Linked DNA regions of Mus musculus: regions 1 and 3 are each linked to region 2. Evidence: chromatin contacts called from public ChIA-PET and promoter capture Hi-C data. All regions are on one chromosome and are shown on one strand. The core of a region is the stretch at or near the end of the contact, and the rest is flanking DNA. Distances in the headings are between cores, read along the strand shown.

Region 1 (3,490 bases), core at 211-2,710, 500 kb after region 2:
ACTTTTTATAAAGGACAACATTTAATTGAGGCTGATTTCAGAGGTTCTGTCCATTATCACGGCACGAAGCATGACAGTGTACAGTCAAACATGTCCTGGAGAAGCCAAGAGTTCTACATCTTGACTCAGAAGCAGGTGGGAAGAGATGCCCTTTTCCAGGCAGCCAGGAGGAGGGTCTCTTCTGCTCTGGCCAAAGCTTAAGCTTTGGACCTCAAAGCTCACTCCTACAGTGACTCACCTCCTCCAACAAGCCCAAACCTACTCCAACAATGCTACACTTCCTAATAGTACCACTTCCCATGGGCTAAGCATATTCAAACCACCACATACAAGTCACATAATTACCCGATAATGCAGTACACATTAGTTCTATCTTCCCTTTTGGAATATGAGCTATGTGAGGAGACAGACTCATTCACACCTCCAACATCTAGTAAGTCTTTCAAAATATATTATTGCCTATGTTTAACCAACAATCTCATTTATTCCTCAAGCTCTGCTAACCAAATGCAGCAGGCAGGATGGCCTACTGGGTAGAACTTGCTGTGCAAGTCTGATGACTCAAATTGAATCTCCAGGAACCCACATAAAGATGGAAGGTGAAGAGGTGACTTCACAAATGTGCCGTCTGACTTTCATAAGCCAAACACACATCACACACGTACATTCATATAGTAATAAAATATAATTCTATTTTTTAAAAAACTGTATTAGAGTCAGTGAGATGGCTAATCATTTAAAAAAAAACAATCGCTATGCAAGCCTGTTAAGTGAGTTCTTATTCCTTAGACCCACATGGGAAGACTCTGACCTTCACATATGCGTTTGTTACGTGTGCCCCTCCCTTATATGTAAGTCAGGACCTCATCCAATCCCTGAATGTGGCAAGCAAAATTGTTGCTTTGTATAGAATGAGAAAAACCTGGATCATAAAGGCAACACTACACCATATCTTGGCCACGTATGAAGAAGGCAGCTAGAACTGACAGGTCACTGGGCCTGTTCGGGGCGGTATGACCCGAAGTTGCTCTCTGAACAACACCTCAGGGTCAGCACAGCAGGTACCGTTTGAGATCGTCAATACACAGTAAAATCTGCCAGGCTCGGCAGCAGGAGCGAAAACACGCTGGGCCAGCGCTGGGTGGGGTGGGTGTGGGAGGCAGTTACATAATTAGCCAGCTCCTGGGCTTTCCTCCCCCGGCAGGGCGGCCCTCACGAGCCGAGCCTCGAGACTCGACCCCAAATAGCTCCAGGAAAAAACCCGGACCGTAGGTGAACCCAGGAGTTCGTCACGAAGATTACATAAGTGGCAGACTCCTGGCAGGAGCAGAGCGTGTCCCGGAGATCCGCGCCCCGATTGGCTGTCCCGAGGCGGCACTGGACACGTGCGTCAGCCTAGCGTCAGCGTGGCGTCATGGGGTTGGGAGGGACTTAGTGGGAAGAGGCGTGTCCAGCTGCTCAGAGGGCTCCCGGATTGGCTGAGAGGCGCAGGAGCCGTCCCTCCAGGCCGGCCTGAGGGCGGCGCCTCGTTCCGGGTGCCCGCGTTGGCTACCGGCTTCACAAAGATGATCATGGCAGCTCGGACCAGTCAGAGGGCCCTGGCGAGGGTGGCATCGGGGTGCCATCCGAAGTCGACCACCGTGACGGAAGCCCCGGCGCGGGGGTCTGCGCGCGACGTCAGGTAGCGAGCGGAGGTTTTCCGGGCGGCGGGTTCGGGACGGGCCTGTGGCCGGGGCGCTGACCCTAGTCGGCTCCGGAGACCCGGGGCGCGGCGCTCGGCCGGCTGGTCTGCGTGCACCTCATATTATCGGGGTGAGTCAGCGACGAGACGGCCGTGGGAGGACGGACAAGCAGCCGGGTCTCCGGCTCCCGCCCTTCCGGTCTCCAAGAGGTGGGCGGCGGCCGTCGGGAAAGTTTAACTGCGCCCGAGAGCGCCGGCTCCCGGGCCGTGGGAGTGCGTGTCCTGGCGGTGAACCGCTTGTCAGACGCTCTCTCACTTGCTGTGGAGTTCTTTGACCCCGGCCACTCAGCGCTTGCAAAATGAAACACAGCCAACAAAGAGGACCTGTTGTTTTTTTCACTACACTGTAACTTTGAGGTCCTGTAACCTTGAAGATGGCTCTGTCCTCGGTTTTCCTGCTTGGTCCTTTAGGTGGAGATGAACCTAGAGACCTGAAGGACACTATAAGTCTACAATGCAGTTTTCTATTACAAATAAGACTGTAATAAAGTATTCTCAAAAATTAAAATTAACTCAGAGTGGCGGCTCACACCTGTAATTTTAGCAATAAAGTCAAGTAAGTATCGCGGTGGGTTCAAGGCCAACCCGAACTACAAAGTGAGCCCCTGTCTCAGGACCAAAAGAAAAGAAAATTGGTATTTGAGATGAATCAATATGTATACATTACAGAGGAGAAAGTCCAACTCTTGCCTGGGTTTCAGAACATTTTGGTTGAATGAAGACTTTAAAATGTCAGCCAAGAGGCCAGGTCTGGTGCTTTGGAGGCCAGCCTGGTCTGTGTAGCTAGTTGCATATCAGCCAGAGCTACAAGGTAAGATTTGTCTCAAAAACAAACAGAAACTAGCAGCCATGCTTCATCTCCAAATCTTACACAAACATGTTGAAACTGTGAAATCGGGTAGTTTATCCTCAAAAGATAGCTTTTCAAGCAGGACATACTGCTTATATTACTGATTAAATGTTGCTTTGCTGCTTATGGTCCGAGGCTCATGCTCAGAAAGTCCATACCAGCCTCAGCCTGGGAAATACCAAGTGACTGGATCTAAAAAAAAAAAAGGCAACAAAAATGGTATATAAATGCATAAAAGTATTACATTATCTTGTGTTCTGGCCTTTAATGTAATATGTTATTTGAGAGAGTAGTTTTGGAATATTAGTGATTACAAAGTCTGTTTTCAATATGTTACAGTACTCACTTGTTAGCTTGACTGTGTATGTAGCTAGTTGTATGGGGCAGTTGAAGGGAGAGGTGCTGGATCTAACCCAGGGCCATGAACATGTCAACCAGCTCTATCATTGAGCTCTCAACCCCTAACGCTTAATAGTGTGTGAAATAGATGTATTGCCCAGAGCAGTATAACCAAATAGGCATACTGATCAGGAAACCTGTTAATTTGTTTTAAGCATATGTGGTTTTCTTAGGAGTATGATCAGGATTAGGTAAGGGTATCTTGTGGGGCTTAAGAAACCAATGTATGAATTTGTTACAAAACCTGGTATTGTATATAAATTTCCCACTCAACTTGACTCTAAGTTCTTCTCTTTAGGAACAGGCATCTTAGTAATTTTTGTGTGTCTTTCTTCTGGCAGGAATTCAGGGCCTTATGCATGGTAGGCAAATGTTCTGCCTGTGAGCAACATTTTTTTTTTTTTTTTAAGAGACAAGAGTCCCATGGTGTAGCCCTGACTGGCCTGGAACAGGCAGAGATCCACCTGCCTCTTGAGTATTGGGATTGAAGACAAGTATGC
Region 2 (3,488 bases), core at 382-2,881:
AACTATTGTTCCAAAATGATTTTATTGTAACCACTGAATACAGTACTACACTAAAGCGACCTGCTTCAATATTACCGAGTTTTCAAATTATTAAATCATAGGCAATGAAAGAGAACTAAAATAAACTCTATTTTCAGTTTTTAAAAAAACCCTAAAGTTCTTATTTTTAACTATTAAGATTCTAATGAACATAAGCCAACATCATATCAGTTCATTAGCTTTGGAATTAACACTAACTTGTTAAAAATCTCCAAAAGCATCTGAAATGCAGTGTTCACTTTCCCTCATAACCACTGATGCAAAATCAAGGTAGGAACTCATCTACTAGAAAATATCCATGGGAAAGGATGCTTGCTCCTCAGCAACTTAAACTTCAGTTTTTAAATGTAAATAAGAGAGCATCAAACAGGCTCCCTCTATAAGGACCTGTACACAGACTCAATCCTGATTTTCATTCTTTATCGACAGAAAAAAAAATCTGCTATGATCCTAAAAGTATACTAAGAATGCACCTTATCAAAATGTATTATGCATATTTTATAGGAGTTATTATAATAGATATTCCAAAATTTAGATTCATTTAGAAATCTCAAGAAAAATATCACCAAAGGGAATTTCTCCTGACAGCTGTGTAATTTGTTATCATCTCTTTCTACTGCTGGTCATGAATGAAATTTTAGATTCTACTACGCGGAACAAATGAAGCAATTAATGAAAGCATTCAAATTAGAACAGAGGAGGTGGGGGGGGGCGATGAAAGAGGAGGCAGATCCTGTTAAACCCAGTGAGAAGACAAAATAACACCAGAATGTACATGCAACCGATTATAACAGATATCGTAATCGATTATGCAGGTCACTGACTGTTCAGAGGCATGCGAAAACACAGGTACGCACACTCACACACCCACGGACTCAAAACCTACAGAACAGGTGGATCGGCAAAATTCTCCACCGGAGGAAAACTAGATAGTTTTCAGTTTAATTATTAATCAGGCCAGTCTGTCACTTCACCCAGAGGTAAAACCTCAGAGCCTCTTTTTTAAATCAGCTTTGGCAACTCTGCAAGACGCTGCTTCTTTCCAGAAAAGCGAAATCTGACGCACGCCCATCACTGGGCGCGAAGAGAAATCATCTCCTTGCAAGCAAAGGAGGGTCCGGGAAGTATAAGGATTGGGGAGAGGGACCAGAGCTGGCTCTCTGGCGGTCAGAAGTCGGGGTCCGGAGTCTGGGTGGGGGACGAGGGGTCGCGGAGGCGAGGATGCCCTGCCCAGCACGAAGCAGGAGACTTCGAGTGCCAGGAGAGCTCCGAGTCGGAGCGTTCCATCTGAGCCCGAGAGAAGCCCGGGAGGTGTGGGCGCGCAGGTAAGGGAGGGCCGTACCTGGTACTCGGGGTACTCGAACATGTAGCTCATGCTGCACTTGTTTTCCTCGAAGCCGAAGAAGACATCCCACAGCCCCAGGGTCGCCAGAAACACCATGAAGACATAGAACGCCAGATTCCAGAGGTTGACTGAGTGGAGAAACATGGTGCAGACGAGCGCCTCTACACCAGGAGAAGCTCGGCAGCCTAGACAGAGCGAGGGAAAGACTCCGGTGCCAAGCCGTGCCCAGCTGAGCAGCGCGCGCCTGCGCGGAGCCCGCCAGCACCCCCTCCCCTTCGCCTGCCGCTCAGCGCGCCTGCGCAACTGCGAGCAGCCGGCCCGCGGTGCCGCCCACGGAGGAGGGGGCTGTGGGCGTTTGCAGCGTGAGCGAGATTGTGTGCCTAAAAAATGGAATGAGAAAGCGGAGTGGGCTGGGCTGGAGGGCATGGAGAGAAAAGGGAGGGGGCGAGAGGGGCGGGGGGACGGGGAGTGGAGGAAGAAAGGGAGAGGGGGATGGGAGCGCGGGATCCCAGAGGCAGGAGAGGGAATGGCCGGGTGGGTACCGCAGGAATTGGCCAGGGGCAAGGATAACGCCCTAGAGTCCAGAGACTGTTAGAGATTCAGAGCTAACTGGCCAAGAGAGGCGGCACATCAAAGGCGTGTCAGGTGGCTGTCACGCACACCTTCCCCTGCAACAGTTTCAAACCCCATCCTGTTCAATTTTGAACCATCTCGGGCCTCCGCAATTTCGCTTCAAGGACCAACTAGCTTGATTCCAGAAGAGACAAATGGCTTTCCCCCTTCCTCTTAGACCACCGACTTGGGCCCTGTAGGTAGTAACAACACCTGCTCATTGAAACAAAACACACGACAGTCAAAGGAAATCCTGTTCTTGGTGGAAGCCTTAATCAGACGAAGTCTAAAAAAAAAAAAAACAATATAAAAATACCTACCAACATGATGTTCCCAGTTGGTACCTGCAGGACCAGGTCGGCACTGACTTGAGGTGCTCTCCAAGTCCCCCATGTCTCTGGGGACTGGTTCCACAATGACGTTAGAAGAGAATTTTGCTCAAGCTTCCACTCTTTCTCATAACTTAGTTCATTTTGAAGAATTTCCATTTGTCTTTACACAAAGGAAGGGGTTTTAAAAAAGCAAATTAAACCCATTGATAATACTTGTAACAGCTTCGAAACGCTGAAATGTTATGAGGTGTCAGCCCTTAAAGCTAACCAGACAGCAGATGAGTTTTGTGTGTGTGTGTGTGTGTGTGTGTGTGTGTGCGTGTGTGTGTGCACGTGCGTGCGTGCTGCTAACTTCAGAATTTTACTTAGAATGATCTTTGGCACTGACTCAATTTTATTTTATTAGATTAATTTTCTAGCAAATATTTTGAGGAAAGCTGGATAGGATGCATGAAATCAAAGAATTTCAAGACCGAAAAGGAAGCTAATTGTTTATCTTATACAAAACCCTGCTATTCACATCAAGAAGCTACAATCCAAAGGTAAAAGGGTAACAATTTTTTTAACCCTAGACAGAAACACTTGGATATCTAAGCAAATACACCTAGCTACAAGATACGGACTATTTGTAAAGAGAGGACTGGGAAAATGGACTGGTGAGCTGCTTTGAGGTATGGAGGTAGATTTGGAAGGGCCAGGAAAGTCTGGGTAATACTGAGTAGCAGGGCAATAGTTAGCTAATAAGCATTTAAGGCATACCATGTATGTTTTGGATGTTGTGGTGTGCCCCTTGGTATAGGAGTTATTTGTCCTATGCTGTGATGATACCCTGGGACAAACAACTTAAGGAAAGGTTTGTTTTGGCTCACAATTCCAACATATCGTCCATTGTGGCAGGGTATTTATGGCAGCAGAGCCTGAGGCAGCAGGTCAGTTTTCAGCTGTAGACAGGAAGCAAAGAGAGGTGCATGTTAGGGCTCAGCTCCCTCTTTCCATTTTTATCTGGTTTGGAAGTTAGGGTGAGTTTTTTTTCTATTTTAGTTAACTTAATCTAGAAAATCACTCCCAGACATGTCTCCAGATTTGTCTCCAAGGTCTTTGTAAATCCCATTCAGTTGACAAAATTAACCTTCTTCACAACTCTACCCCTTGTCAACCTG
Region 3 (3,509 bases), core at 241-2,740, 280 kb after region 2:
TGGTGAGGGTTTAAAAAGATGGGGTGTCAGTGGAAAGAGAGCAAGCACCTTCACGCTTTGAAGGGTGTGAGTAGAAGGAACAGTTTTCTCCATGGTGAACATGGGTGAATGGATGGAGGGAAAGAAGTCAGTGGGGTAAGATCACAGAAGCTGAGGATAAAGCTGCCTATTACATTTGGACTCTCTTCTGTAGAATTGGCAAGCTGTAATCTGTTTTTGCAGGGGGAGGGTGACTTGAGAGTTGAGTTTGGGGGGCTGGAGAGGCACCTCAGTGAGAACTGCAGATCTTATAGAGGACCCACATTTGATTCTCAGCTCCTTCATCACACAGTTCACAGTTGTCTATACCTCCAGCTCCAAGGGAACCAACACCCTTCTCTGGCATCCATGGACACTGTATGAACATTGTGCACATACATGTAAGCAGGTGCATGCACATAAAAACAAAGTGTTTCATGAAAAAGAAAAGAAGAAAAAAAAGAAAAAGAAAAAGAAGAACTGTAGAGCCAGGCATGGTGTAGCACATACCTATAATCTCAGCACTTGGAAAGTAAAGGCAAAGGATTGGGAGTTCAAAGTTATCCTCAGCTAATAGATAAGTTAAAGTCCAGCCTGAGCTACACGAGACCCTGTCTTAGATATAGCTGTCTCCTGAGAGGCTCTGCCAGTGCCTGAAAAATACAGAAGTGGATGCTCACAGCCATCCATTGGATGGAGCACAGGGTCCCCAATGAAGGAGCTAGAGAAAGAACCCAAGGAGCTGAAGGGGTTTGCAGCCCCCTAGGAGGAACAACAATATGAACTAACCAGTACCCCCAGAGCACCAACCAAAGAAAACACACGGTGGGACTCATGGCCCTAGCTACACATGTAGCAGAGGATGGCCTAGTCAGTCATCAATGGGAGGAGGGGCCCTTGGTCCTGTGAACGTTCTATGCCCCAGTATAGGAGACTGTCAGGGCCAGGAAGCAAGAGTGGGTGTGTTGGGGAGCAGGGGGAGGAGGGCAAGGGATAGGGAGTTTTCAGAGGGGAAACTAGGAAAGGGAATAACATTTGAAATGTAAATAAAGAAAATACCTAATAAAAATTAATAGAATGCTTATTAATTTAAAAAAAAGAGTTGTTTTTTTTTCCAAATAATAAGCCTCGTAGTAGATTGTGTAAAAGCTAAGAGAAATGTGACACAAGGGAGAAGATGACAGTACCAGTTTAGGAGAGAGCTCTCAGGGATGGGTATTCCTCAACTATGCAAGGAAACAGGGTCTCTGTGACCAGTCTGCAATCTAAAGGGTACATGTGCTCTCCACACCTTTAGATTGGTCTGAGCAGCCCACTCCATTGGAGCTGCCTAAAGACTCTCACTGACTGGGCAGAGTGCAGGGCTCTCTGCAGCAGCCAGCCCAGGCACCAGCAGGAGGTTGCTGGAGGAGTGTAGTAGAGCTGTGATCCTCTTTGCTGGGGAAAGCCAGTTGCTAGCTGTGCGATGCTCCCTTGACAGAGACCGGAAGTTGCAGGGCCTCTGAAGGTAGCACATCCCACATCTGCAGGACCTGTTACTCATCCGCAGCACGACCACAAGATCACAGCCTGGTGCTTCCGGTTTGAGTACTGCTTGCTCAGTCCAGGTCTCACTAACAGAGGAGGATCTCCTTGTGCTATGAGCTAAATGAAGAACAGCAGCAAATGTGTAGTACCTTTCTCTATATTTAGTTCCCAACTCAAAACTTAGAAGATACCTTTTTTTTTTCAATCATGCAGTTTCAAAACCAGAAAAAAATGACAAGGGGGCATCAAACCCTTATGCATTGTCTCTTTGTCTTGTGTTTGCTAGGTTATATCTTAAGTAATTTTTTACTACAACAATACAAAGTCAGGTAAAGAAAACCTTGATAACCATTCCTATCACCCATAATAATAGACTAATATATACTCTTTGACACATTTCCTGGATGCTGCTGTTGAACACAAAAATACCAATACATAAGATATTGAGTTATCACTAAAGTGGGCTCTTACTACATCCCTCTCTTAAAACCTGTAAGAACAACAACATACTGTGGTTATCTCCCAGTTAAGCTACAGGATTACCTAATTTCTTTACAGGGATATAGTGTTCTAGAAATACAGACATATTGTAACATAGCCTGGCCATGTGTTGCACAAAGAAGAGCTACAGAGCTGAAAGCATTTTATGAATGCCTATGGTATGCTATTTTTATAAAATACACAAAAGAAATGTATATTGTAGTCCATTCCTCGGAGAATGCCCAATAGAGTTGGGCAAATAAGGATGCCCCATGTAGACAACACAAATGTGCAAGATGGTACTCCAGAGTTCCCCAGACCCGAGGCAAGAGCTGCCAGGTTTCCCTCTGCACCAAGATAGACTGCAGAGAGCTCAGAGGGCTCTCCTCTGTTCAACCATCCCAGAAGTCTTGTTTAACTGACCAGGACAGCACAGGAGTCAGCCTAGGGAGGAGGCATCACTTGAACAAGACCTAGATAGGGGCTAGGGCACACAAAAGAGGGGGAAGGTGTTTGACAAATGAACGACAGCACCAGGCTGCTGTTCAACATGTGTTCATGTGGCGTGACGACCAGGGGTCCCTGGGTTTCTGAGCACTTTCCTCTCCCATGCCCCTCATCTCTACACAGCTCCTTAAAGATGTAAAGGAATCCAGGCTTAGGCACCCACAGCATTACCCTGAGAGTGATTTAATGTGGGATTTCAGGCAGCGTAAGCTTGGGACTGTCCCCTGGGTCCTTTTGTCCCATCATTCCTGTGTTTACTGCTGAGCAGCATGCATGTAAACACATGTGCTCACTCACACATATGGCTGTGAGCAATCATTCACACTGTCCCCCTCCATCTGGAAAACAGCATGAATAACGTGGAGAAAGAAAGTAGCGCTGAAGCTTAAGCAGTTAAGATTTAACAAAATCATCAAGTCTGCTTGCTTGCTTGCTTGCTTGCTTGCTTGCTTGCTTGCTTGCTTGCTTGCTTGCTTGCTTGCTTTTGAGATAGTCCCATGTAGGCAGCCCAGGTGGCCTCAAACTTAAGTAGCTGAAGCTGGCCTTGAACTCCTACTCCTTCTGCAGCCACCTCCCCAGTGCTGGGATTACACCATGTGTCAGCACACCTAGCTAAATCCTTTTCTAGCAAAAACTCTGAAAATGTTGATGTTGACAGTCACCCCAGTGTTGAGCTTCCTCTCAATGCTACAATTATGTTTAGAACATGTCTAAATTCATTTAGCTACATGTTTAATGGTGTACTTTAAACTCCAACATATTTTTAGCAAATATAATTTGAGAGCCCAGTACATAAGCTGCCTGCACATTATGCCAACACTGACAGAGGTGCCTCAGTGAGGAAGTTCCACAGACGGAGCAAGCATTCTCGTAAAGTGCTGTGAAATATATAGGCTGAGAGACCTACAGAGACCTCTAGGATTCTCATTTTCACCTGACTGGTTTAAAGTTGTCTCTGAGCATTTTTTTAAACATTA

The links. ChIA-PET counts read pairs in DNA pulled down with a chosen protein or histone mark. Capture Hi-C pulls out chosen DNA fragments and counts their contacts.
Region 1: a promoter capture Hi-C map of adipose tissue shows a contact between it and region 2, with 2.7 times the contacts expected there. The contact joins the promoter of Coq10b here to the promoter of Pgap1 in region 2. A contact is called at or near these places in 11 of 39 promoter capture datasets (the 3T3-L1 cell line, cranial neural crest, embryonic stem cells and 7 more), 2 of 484 Hi-C or Micro-C datasets (cortical neurons and nephron progenitors), 7 of 115 datasets of contacts at active chromatin or transcription factors (astrocytes, bone marrow-derived macrophages, double positive thymocytes and 4 more) and 3 of 9 other capture datasets (adipose tissue, liver and pancreatic islet).
Region 3: an RNA polymerase II ChIA-PET map of memory CD8 T cells shows a contact between it and region 2, with 44 read pairs. The contact joins the enhancer-like site here to the promoter of Pgap1 in region 2. A contact is called at or near these places in 2 of 39 promoter capture datasets (liver and pre-B cells) and 4 of 115 datasets of contacts at active chromatin or transcription factors (effector CD8 T cells, embryonic hindbrain, forebrain and 1 more).

The regions. Positions count from the first base shown.
Region 1 is chr1:55,051,310-55,054,799 of GRCm38.p6, forward strand. Coq10b (coenzyme Q10B) reads left to right here and starts at 1,461. Exons shown (of 5, transcript NM_001039710.1): 1 at 1,461-1,681. The coding sequence starts at 1,566.
Region 2 is chr1:54,556,053-54,559,540 of GRCm38.p6, forward strand. It overlaps Pgap1 (post-GPI attachment to proteins 1), which reads right to left and starts at 1,632. Exons shown (of 27, transcript NM_001163314.2): 1 at 1,382-1,632. The coding sequence starts at 1,528.
Region 3 is chr1:54,840,456-54,843,964 of GRCm38.p6, forward strand. The region is part of intron 1 of Ankrd44 (ankyrin repeat domain 44); the gene reads right to left. Among named protein-coding and RNA genes, the nearest start is that of Ankrd44, 84 kb to the right of the region's middle. Within about 2 kb of position 1,491, at least 94 of the 459 cell types and tissues checked have an H3K27ac peak or open chromatin away from gene starts, as enhancers often do. A contact at or near this core is called in effector CD8 T cells, memory CD8 T cells and pre-B cells, where this site is marked.